Linked DNA regions of Drosophila melanogaster: region 1 is linked to region 2. A link is a contact called in public Hi-C data. All regions are on one chromosome and are shown on one strand. Each heading gives the region's core, a stretch centred on a gene start, on an enhancer-like site or on the middle of the called end of the contact. The rest is flanking DNA. Distances are from core to core; before and after follow the strand shown.

What was found. A called contact is a pair of places that touch in the nucleus more often than the background predicts.
Region 1: a contact with region 2 is called in a Hi-C map of the Kc167 cell line, with 1.8 times the contacts expected there. The contact joins the promoter of Karybeta3 here to the promoter of CG14650 in region 2. A contact is called at or near these places in 23 of 107 Hi-C or Micro-C datasets (the D17-c3 cell line, the Kc167 cell line, the ML-DmBG3-c2 cell line and 11 more) and 2 of 6 datasets of contacts at active chromatin or transcription factors (both in the Kc167 cell line).

What each region holds. Positions count from the first base shown.
Region 1 is chr3R:4,647,304-4,652,562 of dm6, forward strand. Karybeta3 (Karyopherin beta 3) reads left to right here and starts at 1,873. Exons shown (of 5, transcript NM_079502.3): 1 at 1,873-2,464; 2 at 3,282-3,431; 3 at 3,496-4,590; 4 at 4,680-5,259. The coding sequence starts at 2,384. It overlaps rpk (ripped pocket), which reads left to right. Exons shown (of 4, transcript NM_079501.4): 3 at 1-17; 4 at 92-1,581. The coding sequence ends at 835. It also overlaps asRNA:CR44155.
Region 2 is chr3R:4,435,687-4,440,523 of dm6, forward strand. It overlaps CG14650, which reads left to right and starts at 1,701. Exons shown (of 6, transcript NM_141216.4): 1 at 1,701-4,073; 2 at 4,131-4,284; 3 at 4,341-4,465; 4 at 4,535-4,637; 5 at 4,707-4,837. The coding sequence starts at 1,942. It overlaps CG1074, which reads left to right. Exons shown (of 3, transcript NM_141214.5): 3 at 1-489. The coding sequence ends at 365. It overlaps Lipt2 (Lipoyl(octanoyl) transferase 2), which reads right to left and starts at 1,643. Exons shown (of 1, transcript NM_141215.2): 1 at 536-1,643. The coding sequence starts at 1,421. The coding sequence ends at 717. It also overlaps asRNA:CR46138 and asRNA:CR44134.

The sequences.
Region 1 (5,259 bases), core at 623-3,122, 210 kb after region 2:
CTGTGCAGGGATTTAAGGTGGGAAAATTTGAAAACGTAGCTGTTTGCTTTTTCTTGCTCCAATATGTGTCTACAGTAATGCCAATCTACAGGTACTGCTTCATGCGCCCGATGACGTCCCGCAGGTTTCCAAACAGTTTGTGCGCATTCCCATGGGCAAGGAGGTGCTGATCGCAGTGAAGCCCAACATGATCACCATGTCGTCGGGAATAGCAGAGTACCATCCAGTTCGGAGGCAGTGCTTCCTCAGCCACGAGCGGTCGCTGCGTTTTTTTAAGGTGTACACCGAATCAAATTGCCAACTGGAGTGCTTGGCCAACTTCACGCTGACCAAGTGCGGATGCGTTAAGTTCTCGATGCCCAGAAACGTGGACATGCCTGTATGCGGAGAGGACAAGATCCACTGCTACGATCGGGCAGAAAGGGAGTTGTTAGTCAGGGAATTCAAAAGAGTAAAAGCGCTGAACGCTGGCCGAGAAAATTCGCGGAGCGTGGAATCTGCCTGTAACTGCATGCCAGCATGCACATCCCTCGTCTACAACACGGAGATTTCCCAGGCCAACTTTGATTTGGAAGAAATGCTAGTGGCTGAGGGCGACACTGAGTTCCTGAAGGAGTATCCCGGCTCCCAGATGTCCCGCTTGTCCATTTACTTCAAGCAGAGTCAGTTCATCACTTCAAAGCGGTCGGAGCTTTACGGAATGACCGAGTTTCTGGCGAATTGCGGTGGCATTTTCGGTCTATTCATGGGGTTCTCCATCTTGAGTCTTGTGGAAATGATCTACCACTTCACGTTGCGGCTCTTTACCAATCTGAAGCGCCTGGTTAAAGGATAACCCATTAGCACTATTTCGTAAGTGCGAACAATTCTTATGGTTCCAAAAATTGTGGTTTGAACTAGTTATATACATATTTATACTAATGCTTAGTCTAGCAGAAATTTTTCAATATATGCCATACTAGGTAATTTCAAAACATAGCTGACATAAAAACCAAGACGGAGTCAGTCTTCCCGAACATTTTCAACAGTGGCTTCGATGTCATAATGTCATTATATAACTCAGAATCGGCTGAATTTATTGATTCCAATCTGTGTCGAGTCTTCCGCAAGGACATCCTTCAGCTGAATGTCTTAAACTCTTCAAATGCGACCCAATTTTGGATATATATTTCATATATATTATTTATCAGGCCCATATGGACACCATCTTCCACGTTTATGCTATCTTGAAGGTCTATGATGCCCGTTAACTTAGCACATGAATTCAGAGTAATCGATGATTTTCATAGCTCAACCACCTTACTAATGTCTTCAATGTTTTAATCAACATAATCAACATTTAGTACACACCGACAGCGGTGTATTATCTATAGTCTATCTTATAATCTAGAGTCTGTTCAGAATTTCATTGGGGGTCCTTTACTTTCGAATAATTGCCTTGAAACGAATTGTAACAACCTTATAGTGGCCTCACAGCTGCACATTAACAGCAATGCTTCTTCCGAGGTGTTAGGGTCTTAAATGATCGCAAGAAATACATATGTAAATACAATAATTGAATAAATATTACTTATCATGTCTAGATCGCAGCCCATGTGCAGCTTCTTTTTAAGCTTTTCGGTTCAAGAAAAGCCTTGCCTTTCATCATTTTCACCAATGATTGTTATTGTATTTAGAAAACCTGCACACAAATCGGTGAATGGTGCACTCGGAATAATATGCCATTAGATTTAAATGAGTTTCAAGCCATTTCTTGTTTCTAGCTTACAATATATATATATAATTTACATAGTTATTTTAAACAAGAAACAAACCATTTAAATCTAGGCTACCTGACTTTTTCTTTTAAATACACACAATTCATTCAGTCCTACGGTCTTTGGAAATAGATTGTAATTTTTAGAAATACTTTGTGTTCTCACACTAACACAGTTCTATTTCCGTTAAAAGATCATAATCAACTGTTAAACTTTAGCTAGAGTTTTTGACGGTTCTACAAACGCGCCAGCTATCGGGCATCACTAGTGCGGGCGGCCGCTTGCGCGCCAAAAGCAGTCGCGTTTTATCGATAACGGCGGAGCAGTATTGCCTTAGCGCTTTAGCGAGATTCCAGCGTGTCCACTAAATTGCATAAAAAGTTAAATAAAAGAAAGTTGGATAGGCCGCGCAGCAGCAGCACCCACCAAAGACCAACCATCCCAAGATTCACGGCAATCACGAAAACTGACCAAGAGTGCAGTGCGCTTGTTTGCGAACCTTGGCAACCCAGCCAGTTGTTCCGTTCTGCTCTTTTTAGGCGGCCGCCGTTGCGTGAAGACTGAAGTGAAAATCGTGGTTTCCACGAGTTCCCGTGTTTCGATTCATTTGAACCAGACAGGATAAGATGGCAGCGGATCAGGCCCATTTCCAGCAGCTTCTGGCCTCCCTCTTGTCCACGGACAACGATGTTCGCCAGCAGGCGGAGGTGAGTCCCAATATTCTCGATTACGGCGTGGCAGGGGATCTTGCAGAGCGTATTGCCGTCGCCTCGAAATTTCGATGCGCAATTCCCGCAATGGGTTGCACATGAGCAAAAATATACGGCGGACTGCCATCAATAAGATCTTCTCCCGGCACATATGTATGTATACACACGAACAAACGTCGGTGTGCGAATCCTACGGCCGAAATTTCAGACGAATCTGATTCATCGTACAAAACGTGTTTTCGCCCTCCGCTTTGCCCCGACATTCGCATGTGTGCGAGGGAGAGCCGACGGACAGACGGTGCGAAGCAAGCAAACAAAGCAAAATGGAAGCGAATTGTGCAATTTGCATGGCCGCCACATGATTTTCCATTAGAATTCGTAGTAGGCAATTCGGTTTACCGATTGCCGCCGCAAACGGAAACAAAGAGCAGGTGCGAAATCCATGACACACGGTTCCAGAAATGCAATCTGTCGGTTGATAAGCCACTCGGATTCCGAAGTCTCGCTCCGGCGCCACATGGCACCGCCACGCCCACGCCACACCAGCCAGAAAACCCCACCCACTCTGTTGACCTTGGGCAGATGGCAAGCATGGTACCGCTTCCACCCAAAGTTCCACCTGGATTGCTAAAAATACCTATTCAGAATTGTGACTTTGCTTTTCACTTGAGAGATGGAAATAATCGAGATCCGTTTTAAATTGTTTCAGAGCCCAATGTTGTCAAGGTGGAATTGTATTTACATATATAAATAATATTTATATATTTTAAAATTACATCGAATGGATATGTACAAAAACCATTTTTAATTCCAGGAAGCATACAACAATCTTTCAAGAGAGCTGAAGGTGACGCATCTCCTGGGCAACATCCAAAATGGCCAGCAGTCGGAGGAGGCTCGACAGATGGCCGCCGTGTTGCTGCGCCGCCTGTTTACCACCGAGTTCTTTGATTTCTACAAAGGGGTAGGCATAAAGCCGCGCAGAGAATCGCCCTCTGAGCATCTTTCTAATATTACCTCATTTGCAGCTTCCAGCTGAATCCCAGAACCAATTGCTTCAGCAGATCCTTTTGGCCGTGCAGCAGGAGGTGACGCCGCAGCTGCGTCGCAAGATTTGCGAGGTAGTTGCCGAGGTGGCCAGGAATCTGATCGACGAGGACTGCAACAACCAGTGGCCCGACATCTTGCAGTTTCTCTTTCAATGCGCTAACTCGCCTACGCCGCAGCTGCAGGAATCGGCACTGCGGATCTTCTCTAGTGTGCCTTCCATATTTGGAAACCAGGAAGCTCAGTACATTGATCTGATCAAGCAGATGCTTGCCAAGAGCATGGACGCTGGATCCGATCCGGAGGTCCGAGTACAGGCCGTGCGAGCCGTCGGAGCCTTCATCCTCTACCACGACAAGGAGAACGAGACGGCCATCCACAAGCACTTCGCTGATATGCTGCCCCGCATGATCCACATCACTGGCGAGACCATCGAGGCCCAGGATGATCAGAGTCTGCTAAAGCTCCTGATTGAGATGACCGAGAATTGCCCGAAGTTCCTGCGTCCCCAGCTGGAGTTCATTTTTGAGGTCTGCATGAAGGTTTTCAGCTCGCAGGACTTTGAGGACAGCTGGCGTCACCTAGTGTTGGAAGTTATGGTGTCGCTCGCCGAGAACGCCCCGTCGATGATACGCAAGCGAGCGGACAAGTATATCGTGGCCCTGATCCCGCTGATTCTCCATATGATGACGGATTTGGATGATGACGAGAACTGGTCCACCGCCGACGTGGTCGATGATGACGATCACAGCGACAACAACGTGATCGCCGAGTCCTCGCTGGATCGCCTCGCCTGTGGATTGGGAGGAAAGATTGTGCTTCCGCTCGTAATGAACGCTCTGCCGGTTATGTTGGGTCATGCCGATTGGAAACATCGCTTCGCAGCCCTCATGGCCATCTCGGCCATCGGTGAGGGTTGTCACAAGCAGATGGAAGCCATCCTAGATGAGGTAATGTCCGGAGTCCTGAACTTCCTGAGCGATCCTCATCCTCGCGTTCGATACGCCGCTTGCAACGCCATTGGCCAAATGTCCACCGACTTTGCACAGACCTTCGAGAAGAAGTTCCACAGCCAGGTGAGTCTTAAATTGCAACTGCTTTATCAACTTTCTAATAAGCAATTGAAATTAATTAAATGCTTAACAATTTTCCCTTGTTTCGCCAGGTGATTCCCGGCCTCTTGTCTCTTTTGGATGACGTGGAAAATCCGCGAGTGCAAGCACACGCAGGTGCCGCTCTGGTGAACTTCAGCGAGGACTGCCCGAAAAATATATTGACACGCTACCTGGACGGGATCATGGCCAAGCTGGAGACTATTCTGAACTCGAAGTTCAAGGAGCTGGTGGAGAAGGGAAACAAGCTGGTACTGGAGCAGGTAGTGACGACAATTGCATCGGTTGCAGACACCTGCGAATCGGAATTTGTGGCCTACTACGATCGCCTAATGCCATGCCTTAAGTTCATCATCCAGAACGCCAACTCGGATGATCTCCGCATGCTTCGCGGCAAGACCATTGAATGCGTGAGCTTGATAGGATTGGCGGTGGGGCGGGAGAAGTTTATTGGTGATGCCGGAGAAGTCATGGATATGCTGCTGGTCAATCACACCGAGGGGGGGGAACTAGCTGATGATGATCCGCAGACCTCCTATCTCATCACTGCCTGGGCACGTATGTGCAAAATCCTTGGCAAGCAATTTGAGCAATATCTGCCCCTCGTTATGGGACCAGTGATGCGAACGGCCA
Region 2 (4,837 bases), core at 451-2,950:
GCTGGATACCCTTTCACAGCGAGGACTACGACCCGAAGATGCTGCCACAGCATCAGCATCTGAGCCTGATAGCTAACTCTGAGCAGCAATTGACTGGGAATACAGCTAGGCGGCTACTCACCTATGAAAAGTGTTTCGAGTATAGTCCAACAGAACCCTTATTGTGCAGCATAAAACAGGTGCCAACGCCCTCGCAGGACTTCAGGGATCGGTACTTTAATAATGCTCTGGAGTCACGCAAAGAGCGTCGAATGCGGAAGGCAGAGCTGCGGGAACAGGCTCGTGTGGAGATGAATGCACGGGGAAAGATTCCTACGGATGGGCGCTCCAAAAAGTGTGACCTGAATAAAGCTCGATTTATGTGATCTCCATTGAAGTGTAATTTATAGTAAGATATAACTTCGATTCGGGCCAAATTTTTTGTTGGCTGTGTGTCGCTGAGTTTTCTTGTATGGCATACATTTCGAAGATTTTGATTCAGATTTGGACAAAAAAAAAAATAGATAAATACGATTGACAATGAGTCTATATATGTATATAGTTATAATGTTATTTTAATATTTTATGAAATACATAAATCTAGTTTACAAATTTCCATTTCGTAAAAGTTGAGATAACAGAAGGCCAGGAAATATGTATTGATGCATAATTTAAATTATAAATGTTGAAATAAACTTGGCGGTCCTTTATACATCATATGTATCCAAATAACCATATTATCCGATTTCAGCAGAACTTGCTGGTTTTTTGGCGTGTTCCTGAAGGCGGCATTCGAAAACTTTAGCGAAACTATTGAGGAGTGCGCCACTGGCCTCCTCGACAGGAAAATGTCTGTCCAGCTCTTTGCTGAGCGAGGTGACCCCCTTGCCTTCGATTCCGCAGGGCACAATGTGCTCAAACCACTGCAGATCCGTGCAGCAATTGAGGCCGATTCCATGCGTGGTGACGTAACGCGAGCCGTGGATACCGATGGCACAGATCTTGTTGTCACCCACCCAGATACCGGTGTCCTTGGTCGCCTTGGCACTGGAAATGCCCATCTGGTGGCAGGCCTCGACAACCATCCGCTCCAACGTCGCCACGTACCAGCGGATGCTCGGCACGAACTGACCCAGGTGCAGAATGGGATAGGCCACCAACTGGCCGGGGCCGTGAAATGTGATCAAGCCACCGCGATCTGTGCGATGGAAGTCTGCTCCTAGCCGGCGGAGTCGGTCTTCATCCTGCGCCGTATAGTCCTTTGTCCTTAGTCCGACTGTGTAGACCGGGTCGTGCTCCTGAAGCACCAGGTAGTTTCGGAACTCCGCTGGCGGATTCAGGATCTGGTTGGACCTTGCAAGACGTTGCTGTAGCTGTAATCCTGCTGAATAGCTATGCCGCCCGGCCCGCACCACGGTCACCAGCGGTCGGACAAAAGGCATTTTTTTAATTGTTTAAAAATCATTTGACTGCAACGTTTAAAACAACAAATATTAACCAGGGCTGCACGATCAGCGGGTTCATCAATATATGTATCTTCAAAAACGGCTGATTGGTGGCAATGGAAAAGTTGGCGAAATTTGTTTTTTTATTTGAGGAAACTTCGATTAATAATCCAACAGTTTAACAACAATTCGGAAAATACGTTGGAGGGAAATCTTTCGATAGGTTACTACCAGGGTTGGTCGAGGGCAGTTAGGAAAATGGAATTCCACCCATCTGGCAACACTACATTTGACGTTTGCAATAAAAAGATATAAAACTCTTACACACGGACGCTCTGCGAATTATTTAGAGTTTGGAGTGAAAAAGTGGGCTAGGGCCACAGAAAACCAACTACCTGTCACCTGCGATTGCAGCACATCCGTGACAGACTCGCTGCGGTGAATACATGGAGCACGCTTGAAATTCCAATAGGCGAGCGGAGCTGGTGCGCAAAAAGCATAGGCCCCATCGCAGGACATGGCGACTCGTCAGGACGACGAGATTGGAGGGGGCAGCACTGAGTCTGCACCCTTTCGCGTCCTGCCCCACACTGACGAAGTGGGCAACTACCTGGCCCACCAACAGCAGCAACAGCAACAGCAGCAGCATCAACATCAAACCCAAAACTATCTGATCCACCAGCAGCAGCATGGACAAGCACCTGTCCCGCTGATGTGGCCACCTCCACCACCGCACCTAGCCGGCCCCCCATTTGCGCCCCATCTTCAGCAGCAGCAGCCCCACATGTACAATGAGTATCTCTTCAATCTGTCCTACTCCGGTCAGCCAGGCCAGCCAGAGACCTACTCCGTGCTGCCTGTGGGACCCGGCAACTTTCTCAAAGTGTACCACTGCCCGGACAACCAGGTCAGCGAAGCCGGCACCCCACTCTTCACGCATATCAACATGGCCTCGATTAATCACCATCAGCTGCAGCACCAACACCAGGCCGCTCCGCCGACACCTTCGCAGCCGACTCCACTGTATGAACTGTTTGCCACAAATCCTTTGACTTTACCACATGCACAGCAGCAAGACGCCCAGCATCGACAGCCCCAACAGACGCAGACTCAGGCCCCAACAGTGTCCCAAGTCAATCACTCGTCGAGCAGTGCTAACCTTCTCATTAACAACCTTGTAAACAACTGGTCGCCCAATTTGACTGGTGGAAGCTACATTCAATTTGATGGCGAGGCCAACGAGATGGACGTCGTTCTCGAGACTTCGATAGCCCAACAGCCACAGGTTCCTAATCAGAACCTGCAGCAGCCTGAGCCACTGTCGCAATCCGTCAATACACTGCCAGCGGCTTCCAAGCCAGCCAAGTCTCTGAAAATGCCTTTGGCCACTGCCACCGTTTCACCAACTGCCATCAACAAGTCGAGCGTCGCCGTGCCTGGCCAACCCGAAGGCAAAAAGCGAATCGTGGCCGAGGTGAAGCCCATGCCCATGTCGTACTCCGATGTGCTCAGCAAAGGCACAAAACCGAGTGCTGCAGGGCGAGATATGCGCGCAGACAACGGTGGGGACTACAGTGTACAATCGCAGAGGCGTCCGGAAAAGGAGGATGCATATGGAAATCGCGAGATGCGGACGTCAAAACGTTCACCGCTGCACGATGCCAAGGAGACGGGTTCGTTTGTGCCCGGTGTTGGTCATGCGCATGCCAGCCGAGGCAAGAAGCGAAGTAAAGTCAGCCAGACCGCGCCGCTCAAGGTTCAACAGTCTCAGTCTCTAGCACAGCCAAATCTACAGCCGCAGATTAAATCAAACAAACTAAATAATCCGGAAAAGAAGCGGCCACTGCAACCGAAGAACGTAAATAGCAACGCCCCTAAGTTTTCGGAGCATAAGACCACTCCGGTGTCCGCCAACAGCAGCTTGCAGAACCACAGCAATGTTCTCAATTTTACTCCGGCAACGAATTCTAGCACTTCATCACGTAAATCAGGCAGTAACAAAATCAACTCCAACGCGAGTCACTCGAATCACACTGGCGCAAACACACATGCGGGAAGCAGCAGTAGCAGTAGCAGCGTAAATTACTCCAGCAATAACAATGTTAGTTCCTCTTCGGCCAAACGGTATTCCTCCTCGAATCTTAACCCGAACAACAGTTCTGGCTACTCCTACTCATCGAAGCGCAATCGAAGCAATGCCTATTCGTCGACAAACTCGCCCACCCATGCCAACAGCTTTTCCAGTAACCGCAACTACGAGTTGGCCAAACGTATTATCCACACCTGGTGGATTTACACCCTGAAACTTTTAACGTGGCTGTTTTATTTGGTGTACGATATCGTGGTTCTGGGCTTTAGCATGGGATACGAGCGGATAACGTTGGCCTATGTGGCTGCATTGGCTTATGCGCGGCAGCTGCAAAAGGAACTGAAGCAGAACTCTGGCAAGCCAAGCATATGGTGGCGAAGTTATTGGCGGCGATTCGACGCTCGCTTTGCTAAGAACTCGCGCCTGGCCGTATGGCGACTTTTCTACAAACGCAAACCGCCAGAAACCACTTCCGAGCAATTCAAAACTGGTCGTCTGCCACAAACGGGTGAAGAAGCAATGTACTCTCTGCTTAATTGCAAGGGAAAGGATGCATACAGGTGAGCTCTGCTCAACTATTAATGAACGTGTGCAACAGTTCTTACTTCTTGTTCTAGCATACTTGGTGTTCCCCCAGACAGCTCCCAGGAGCAGATCCGCAAGCACTACAAAAAGATTGCCGTGCTTGTACATCCCGACAAAAACAAACAAGCCGGTGCTGAGGAGGCTTTTAAGGTGCTGCAGCGCGCCTTTGAGTTAATCGGAGAACCGGTAATGCATTGTCACTTTAAATGATCGATGGCTATCTTAAAAGTTTCCTTTTGCAGGAGAATCGACTAATTTACGACCAAAGCATTGCCGAAACTCTGCACACCGAGAAGGCGTGGACGGAGTTGCACGACCTGCTTTCCCAACTTCAAACCAAAATGGCTGAGGCGGCCAATACCATAAGGTGCGTATGTACCAAACGCGTCTCTATAGATAGCAAATTACTAATCGTTCTGGTTACCGCTTAATACAGGTGCAGCACTTGTGCCCAGCGTCATCCTCGCAAGCTAACCGAACGCCCTCACTATGCGGCGCGTGAGTGTGCTTCCTGCAAAATACGGCACTCCGCCAAAGATGTAAGGGTGCAGAAATCCACAGTTGGATATACTCATACTTTGAAAAATGTGTTTTTGTTTTCGCAATAGGGTGACATTTGGGCCGAGACAAGCATGATGGGCTTGCGGTGGAAATACTTGGCGCTAATGGACGGCAAGGTCTATGACATAACCGAGTGGGCTAACTGCCAAAAAGGAGCTCTGTCACATTTGGAACCAAA